Linked DNA regions of Mus musculus: regions 1 and 3 are each linked to region 2. Evidence: chromatin contacts called from public HiChIP or PLAC-seq data. All regions are on one chromosome and are shown on one strand. Each heading gives the region's core, a stretch centred on a gene start, on an enhancer-like site or on the middle of the called end of the contact. The rest is flanking DNA. Distances are from core to core; before and after follow the strand shown.

The links. HiChIP or PLAC-seq counts read pairs in DNA pulled down with a chosen protein or histone mark.
Region 1: a contact with region 2 is called in an H3K27ac HiChIP or PLAC-seq map of embryonic stem cells, with 4 times the contacts expected there. The contact joins two enhancer-like sites. A contact is called at or near these places in 2 of 39 promoter capture datasets (cranial neural crest and stem cell-derived epiblast-like cells), 1 of 484 Hi-C or Micro-C datasets (the N1E-115 cell line), 1 of 115 datasets of contacts at active chromatin or transcription factors (embryonic stem cells) and 1 of 9 other capture datasets (embryonic stem cells).
Region 3: an H3K27ac HiChIP or PLAC-seq map of embryonic stem cells shows a contact between it and region 2, with 3 times the contacts expected there. The contact joins two enhancer-like sites. A contact is called at or near these places in 1 of 39 promoter capture datasets (the 3T3-L1 cell line) and 2 of 115 datasets of contacts at active chromatin or transcription factors (the 230-238 cell line and embryonic stem cells).

The regions. Positions count from the first base shown.
Region 1 is chr9:75,588,964-75,591,663 of GRCm38.p6, reverse strand. All of the region lies in intron 4 of Tmod2 (tropomodulin 2), which reads left to right. Among named protein-coding and RNA genes, the nearest start is that of Tmod2, 21 kb to the left of the region's middle. Within about 2 kb of position 1,338, at least 11 of the 459 cell types and tissues checked have an H3K27ac peak or open chromatin away from gene starts, as enhancers often do. A contact at or near this core is called in embryonic stem cells, where this site is marked.
Region 2 is chr9:76,103,612-76,106,413 of GRCm38.p6, reverse strand. The region is part of intron 7 of Hmgcll1 (3-hydroxymethyl-3-methylglutaryl-Coenzyme A lyase-like 1); the gene reads right to left. Among named protein-coding and RNA genes, the nearest start is that of Hmgcll1, 90 kb to the right of the region's middle. Within about 2 kb of position 1,308, at least 15 of the 459 cell types and tissues checked have an H3K27ac peak or open chromatin away from gene starts, as enhancers often do. A contact at or near this core is called in embryonic stem cells, where this site is marked.
Region 3 is chr9:75,545,957-75,548,699 of GRCm38.p6, reverse strand. All of the region lies in intron 1 of Tmod3 (tropomodulin 3), which reads left to right. Among named protein-coding and RNA genes, the nearest start is that of Tmod3, 12 kb to the left of the region's middle. Within about 2 kb of position 1,334, at least 171 of the 459 cell types and tissues checked have an H3K27ac peak or open chromatin away from gene starts, as enhancers often do. A contact at or near this core is called in embryonic stem cells, where this site is marked.

The sequences.
Region 1 (2,700 bases), core at 89-2,588, 510 kb after region 2:
TGGTTTCAGGGGGTTAGAGTCTATGGTGGTGAAGCAAAGACATGGCAATGGGAACCGCTGAGTACTCGCATCTTGATCCAAAAGCAGGAGGCAGAGAGAGCACACACTGGGAGTGAGTCTTTTAAAACTACAAAGCCTACCCCAGTGCACACCTTCTCTGACAAGGCCACACCACCTAGTCCTTCCCAAACAGTTCTACCAGCTCAGGACCAAGTATTCAAACATACGAATCAGTGATGACCATTATCATCGAAACTACAACGTAGATATAAAAGTTCAAATAATCCAAAAGAAATGAAAAGCAAGCTTTTCCCCTAAATTAAGTCGTTTCTCATTAGGAAAAAAAAAAGTCTGTGCTGTGGATGGGTGAGCAACATAGAAAGCTCTAGAGTAGCATGGGCTACAGGGCAAGACCCTGACTTAAAAACCTAGAACAAGAGTTGTAGTTGGCGGTCTTAATCCCCACAAGGAGGGGGGAAGCTCAGGCGCCCTGGCTGACCTCAGGATGTATGTGAAGTTCAGAGGACGACTTTATGGAGCTGGCTCCCTCCTTCACCCTTTAGACGGGTTCTGAGGATGGAACTCAGACCTTCCAGCTTGCATTGTGGAGTGGCAAGTGCCTTTTCTGGCTGAGCTCCAAGCCCCGCCTACCTCTACCCCACCCCCCAGCACTGGGATCACAGATGCGCACCTCCACACCCGATGTGCATCTGTTTCTTGCTTAAGTCCTGGGATTCTAACCCAGGCCCTTGGGCTTCCTAGGGAAGTAGTTTATCAATTTTTAGCTGCTTCCCAGCCCCAGAACTCTGATTCTTATTCCTCTGGAAGATGTATGTAGCATCTATCTCCTTGTGGGAATACCTGCCCTGCCTTATTCAGATATGTCTGCCATTTCCATACGTCTTCATCCGTCTCTGATGATATCAGCAAGGGACATGAGGTTCACGTCTGAGTGTCGAGGTTCACGTCTGAGTGTCTGTCAGAGGTCTCTGTAGCATCTGACTCAGCTCATGACAGTTAGTTTCACAGTAACTGGGCATCATGGCCCTGTGGTTACTATGGAGAGATCCCTCCATGGTTACTGCTTTTCCCATGGGTTGTCTCACAGGTTTTACTGGAATTGCCCAAAGGAGGAATGCAGGGTGGGACTTTGATTCCCAGAAAACACCTGAGAAAGGAGAATGAAGAAAAAGCAATTATTCTGGAGATACTTGACCCTGGGATCCATGTAATAAATCCAGGGAGATAAAACAAATAGAACTGCCTTTGTTCTCCCTACTCGGCTGGACAGACACTCCCTAAGGACTCAGTGGAAAGCCTTCAGTGGGGATGAAAACCAAGCAGCTTCCTCTCTAGGGTGGATCTTTCTAGACGACTAGGAATAACCTGTAAGCAGAAAGGCTCACAGCAACTGAGGGAGTCCTGAGGAGCATTGTCTGTGCTGGTATGGAAGGTAGCGAGCAGAAAGACAAGCAATTCAAAGGTGCCACAGTCGCCCTTCTTTTTCTCCTTTCTTCCCATTGTGCGGTAGTGCCAGGCACATTCAGAGCAAGGCTTCCTCCCCCTTAGTGAACGCTCTGAGGAAACACGCTCACAGAAAGCCCTGCCTATGCTTCACTGTCAGAGCCACTAATCAAGTTCACAGTCGGTTGGGATTAACGAGGAGGCAGAGTCCATGGGCATTCAATGGCTTCCCAAATCATACAGTTAGGATGTGGCGGTCAGGGTTCAAACTCAATGTGCTCCACATTTCCCCTCCTTCACTCCATGATTATTGTTGTTATTCTGTTTCCAGTGCAAGGAGTTGAACCCATGGCTTTAGGCATGCTAGACAGGCACTCTACCACTTTGCTATAGCCCCAGAGCCTCACTGTGGTAGTACACTGACGAGGTTGGCCTTGAACTCTGGAACTGTCAGTATAGCCCCAAACTGGCCTTCTGGAATTTTTTTGCTTCAAGTCACACACCTACCTCTAACTCTTGTTCCTTTTTTCTCCATGTAGCCATGTAGCCATGCAGCCGTGGCTGTCCTGGAACTCACTCTGTAGACCAGGCTGGCCTCGAACTCAAAGATCCACCTGCCACTGCCTCCTAAGTGCTGGAATTAAAGGTGTGCACCACCACTGCCTCGACTAACTCCTGTTCTTACAAGCTTAACCACTGACCCGTCTTTGCTGGCTGCCTCCCTTCTAAAATGTAGCTTACAGTAGATCCAATCAGGCTCTTAGGGGCCTGTGCCTCTCACCTGTAACTTCATGATTAGGGAAATCTGTTTCAACCTACGCAGGACCACCCATAGTGTTGCTTCTGGCATGTGTGCCTCTTGGTGCCAGTCCCATGTAACATCGGGCGTTAAGACCTTGATATGCTCAGCCGGCCTTTTGTGCCTGATAGCCCTTCTCTGCTTTCCCTTTGGGAAAGAAAGGACAACTCCTTTTTCTACTGAAAAAGGATCACAATCTTTCTTACCTCTGAGGGGGGAAAAAAACAACACAATAATCTGTCACATTAGATCTTTAAAATTCGTACTCCATCGGACTTTCTGGTACAGTGTTAATCTTAACACTCAGGAGGCAGAAGGAAGCAGGAGGATTACTGTAGGTCTAAGGCCAGCCTGGTCTACATAATGAGAGCTGCAGGCTAGACAGAGTTACAAAGTGAGACTTTAAACAAAACAAAATCCTTAGATTGAATTCCACC
Region 2 (2,802 bases), core at 59-2,558:
GTAGAGTTTTTTTTAAGAGTTTTTTTTTTTTAATTCAAAGGAAGAAACATGTGAGATGCATTCAACAGCTTTTTGAAGTTTCTAACAATAACAAATGTACTATGCTTTAAAGTTTAAAAAAATATTTAATATCCAGCCACTTTGCTGAAGTTGTTTATCAGCTGAAGGAGTTCTCTGGCGGACTTTTTGGCGTCACTTAAGTATACTATCATATCATCTGCAAGTAGTGATATTTTGACTTCTTTCTTTCCAATTTGAATCCCTTTGACCTCCTTTTGTTGTCTAATAGCTCTGGCTAGAACTTCGAGTACTATATTGAAAGGGAGAGAGTGGGCAGTCTTACCTAGTATCTGATTTTACTGGGATTGCTTCAAGTTTCTCTCCATTTACTTTGATGTTGGCTACTGGTTTGCTATATACTGCTTTTACTATGTTTATCGAATTCCTGTTCTTTCTAAGACTTTGAACATGAAGTGGTGTTGAATTTTGTCAAATGCTTTTTCAGCATCTAATGAAATGATCATATGTTTTTTTCCCCTTTGAGCTTGTTTATATAGTAGATTACATTGGTGGATTTCTGTATATTGAATCATCGTTTTGATGTATTCTTGGATTCAGTTTGCGAGAATTTTATTGAGATTTTTGCATCAATATTCATAAAGTGGTCTGAAGTTTCGTTCTTTGTTGGGTCTTTGAGTGGTTTCAGTATCAGTGTAGTAACTGTGGCTTCATAGGGACCCCAGTCGAGGAGTTAGGGGAAGAACTGAAGAAGCTGAGGGGCTTACAAACTCATAGGAAGAACAACAATATCAACTAACCCGACCCCCCAGAGCTCCCTAGGACTAAACCACCAACCAAAGAGTACACATGGAGGGACTCGTAGCTCCAGTTGCATATGTAGCAAAGGATGTCCTTGTCGGGCATCAAATGGAGGGGAGGCCCTTGGTCCTGTGAAGGCTTGACACTCCAGTGTAGGTGAATGCTAGGATGATGGGGCAGGAGTGGGTTGGGGGGCACCCTTGTGGAGGCAGGATGAAATGGGGAGTTTTCAGAGAGGAAACCGGGAAGAGGGATAACATTTGAAATGCAAACAAACAAAATAACCAATAATGTTTTAAAAATAAATAAATAATAAAAAATAATAAAACATAAAAGGTAAATCACATTGCAATTGTCCAAATAAAACAACACATTGGACATCAAATACTTAACAAATCAACCACCGGGACTGGATGGAATGGAGTGGCAGAATGCTGGGGTGTGGGCAGAGGGAAAGCAGTATAAGCAAGTACTGTATGGGTAGGGTGTTGCTTGCCACACCTACCCCAGTGAAGTTTGTGTGACAGGCTTAAAAGCCTGGACGCAGTCCCGAGGCAAAAAGTTCACGGAAACTTAGTCTCCTGGAAACGTGGCATCCTGTATAACAAATGCTCCAAAAATGTCCTTGCTTTAGTCAGTGAACAGATCTGTGTGCTTTCCCTCAATATTGCTTTATTTTAAGAGCCTGTAAGGATTGATTTTGACATATAGCTAAGTTAGATTAGCCTCCACCAGTGTTCCAATGTCCTAGGCAGTCCTTGATTCCTGGGCTTGGAATTCAGTAAGAATGTTACCTATTCAGTAACATTCAAAAGTACCTCTAGTAGAGACAGTGAAAGTAGTCAGGCATTACAATTTACTTGAATAGAGCTATTAATCTCAGGGCTAGTCTACAGAGTAAATACTTAGAACAATAGCCGAGTCACTCCCATACACAGGAATTTACAATGGCCTAGGAAGAAGGTGGGTTGTGGTTTTAGGAGGAACTGAAGTATTATTCATGAAAGGGTTAGTAGAATGGAATTTCCCTGGTGAGTGTTTCACTAGGCCCAGAGGAATAGCATAATCAGGTATTTACTAAAGGACCCCTGGTGGTGGGTTTAACAATAGACTAGCTTTGCATCAGACCCTTCACCTGGCTCCTGTGTTTGGCTGGTTTTAAAATAAGGCTGTTTCTATCTCAGTTGTAAACACTGCCTGGCTCCCCCTAGCTTTTTATGTATGCATTTTCTTTGTTTTGTGTAAAGAACCAATACGCATCTCAATGTACCTTGGCAAATGTATTCACCTAACTTTCTTGTTTTTATTCTATATTTTAAGTCTGGTGCTTGCTTGGAAAAATTACATTCAGAGACAACACACTCCCTTGTGTCTGTGTCTATTTGTCACCCTTTTCACTGACTCCCTGCCCACCTGTACGGGAACCCTGATTTCTCCCACAGATTGAGGGGGACCGACTGAGGCCAGTCCATGGCAGTTGCTAACTTGCAAATGCACTGAAATTGGTTGGATACTTGGTATATAGTCAAAATAAAATCATAGTAAGTTTTCCTCCCTCCATGTTACTCTTTCAAAGATACTTATAAAAAATTAGCTTGTTTTGCTCTTCTACATAAAATTAAAATCTTTCTTCAGGAAGTCAAGTTAATAATAATTTCATTAGAACCTAAACAAAAGATAGTAACTTAAACATTTCTATTACAAAATTAGAAGATCTATACAGAAAAAAATTATATTTTAAATAGAGGCATTTTAATTATTCAGATGGAAATAAACTGAAGAAATAATCATGTACAAATGATACATACACATATACAAACACATCAGATATATATAATGCTAAATACAGTTATCATAGTTATATAATATGGCAATACCATCCCCACTAAACACCAGAGGCTAATAAATAAAAATTCAAGTATCAGGAATGAATGGGTTTCTTCTTTTCAAATCATTGGACAAGAGTTCCTATAGACACACAGA
Region 3 (2,743 bases), core at 85-2,584, 560 kb after region 2:
TGAGGGTTGTTGTTTTGTTTTGTTTTCAAGACAGGGTTTCTCTATGTGGCCCTGGCTGTCCTGACACTTATTCTGTTAGACCAGGCTGGTCTCAAACTCAGATCTGCCTGCTTCTGTCTCCTAAGTGCTGGGATTAAAGGTGTGCACCACCATGCCCAGTTTATAGTGAGTATTTTAATCACTTAAAATGACCTCTTCTATTCTTTTTTTAAAGATTTATTGTTTTATTTTATGTATATGAGTACACCATTGCTCTCTTCAGACACACCAGAAGAGGGCATCAGATTCCATTACACATGGTTGTGAGCCACCATGTGGTTGCTGAGAATTGAACTCAGGATCTCTGGAAGAGCAATCAGTGCTCTTAACTGTGGAGCCATCCCTCCAGCCCAACCTCTTTTATTCTAATATCACATGAAACTTATACTTTGTACTAGAGATTTTATGTGGTTTTGGTCATGAAACTTCTAGTACAGTCTTGTAAAGTGTGGTCTTACTGGACCACACTCCAGCTTAGCCACTGAATTCCTTTTTTAATGCTATAAGGCATCAAGGTGTATTATACAAATTCTAGTCTTGTATCTTTTATAACCATAATGAGTTCAATCCCTGATACCCACATGGAGGGAGGAGATAGCTAGCTGACTGCCGAAAACTGACCTCTGTCTTCCACAGAGGTGCTGTGTTGACACATGTACACACAAGGAAGGAAGGAAGGAAGGAAGGAAGAAGAGAGAGAGAAAGCTTCCCCTTAATCTGAAAATTAATTTTAATAACAAAGATTCCTGTATACCCAGACTTTTGAAATTAGAGTAATAACCATTGCTGACCCCTAAAAATCACAAGTATGCTTGTGTCTGAGGTGCGTAGGAAATGCCTCTACAGGCAGGTATTCATACTAGCTGAGGCCCATGACATTCGAATCAATGGCATATAATAGGCTAGATAGTTCTGCTGAGCGTTGACCTTTGAGGAGGGAAGAGACCAGGTGATGGAAGGAGATAGGAAGGGCTTCAGAAAGATCAGGTTTGTGCTGGACTTAAATATGAGGAGTTTGGATAGGATGGAAAAGTCTGGAGATGGGTAGGGGCTCGTTGCAGAAATGTGGACACTAACCCTCCAGGGAACAAGGAAAGCAGCAAGGTGAGAGAGGTCTGTGAGACCCCGGCCTCGTGAGCCTTAGTTCATCAAGATCACCCGAGAAACTAGAATATTCCTAAGTACAGGCATGTGGTGTTAAAGAGTGCTCAGTGACTGAGCTGCACCAGAGCAGAGCTGGCCCGTCTGCAGCCTGGGAAAGGCTCTCTGAGGGCCTGCCTCCTTCCTCCTCGTGAGATCCAGCATTGCGTCACTTCCTGGAACCTTGCCGAGGAAGGAGCAAGGACTGGAGATAAGGATGTTGTGTGTGTGTGATGGCGTTGCTTGTTTTTCAATTAATTTTTAGAGATGTGGAGTTTGGGATGTTGTTTCTCTTAATATTTCCTTAGGGGAAAGATCTTGAAGAAAAAAATAATCCCCAACTGGCCTCAGCCCCAGTTTGAGACTCACGGCCTTTAGTCAGACACTGGGGAACTTGAGAGATTGTGTGATCACGTACACTTGAGTAAGGGCTCACTATTGCTCTTATAGACTGTGAAGTGTTTTCTGATCTAGAATTGTTTTTTCTTGTTCTCTGTTCTCCTTTTTGTGGTTGTGAGGAATGAAGCCACTGCCTCACTAAACATGGGCGTCTCTTACCAGGTCTGTTGGGTAGTTCACGGTTCTTGCTTTGCTCTTTACATCAAAGCACTTTTTCTTGGTTTTTGGTTTTGTTTTTTTGTTTGCTTGGTTGGTTTTTTGGTTTTCTTGATGTTGTTGGGTTTTTTGTTTGTTTGTTTTTTCAAGACAGGGTTTCTCTGTGTAGCCCTGGCTGTCCTAGAACTCACTCTGTAGACCAGGCTGGCCTTGAACTCAGAAGTTCGCCTGCCTCTGCCTAGTGCTGGGAATAAAGGTGTGCGCCACCACTGCCCAGCCAAAGCACTTTTTCTTATTACTTCAGTGCAGTAATAGGAAATCAGTAAATTCAAAATCAGAGACGTTTGTTTCTTTGTGTGCAGAATCAAAATGCAGCAGACAGGTGAGCTGCCCTTCAAAAGTGAATGCATGAATGAACGAACATGATACAAAATTGAAAAGGGTGTCACTTGGTTTGTCATGAACACTGGAATACTCTTATTATTTCAACTTTCCTGTTTCTCTCTGGTTCTTATAGAACTTTCCATAGTTATTCTGAATTCATTTATTTTTAAAAGCTCTGTATTTAGAGTTCAAAGGACCATAAGGATCTCTTGATAGCCATTGGAGGTTCTTTCTGCCTTTAATCCCAGCACTTTGTAAGTGCAGGAGGATTAGGAGTTCAAGGCCATCCTTGTTTATATAGGAAATTCTGGCCAGCCTGAGGTACATGAGAACCTGTCTCAAAAGGAAACTAGAAAAAAAAAGTTTCTTATACCTAATAAAATAGGTCTAACTTAAGAGACAGATGTTAATAAGTAATGGAGGACTGCTAATCTCCCTAGAACATGACCTGAAATTAAACTGAAGCTTTGATGAGATCTGTTTCCCAGAGGCCCTTTCCTTAAATTCCAATTTCCCTCCTCCCCACCCCCCTCCTTTTTGAGACAGGGTCTCACTGTGTAGTTCTGGCTCCTTGAAACTTCATCTATAAACCTGGCTATCCTTCGGACTTGTGACCATTCTCCTG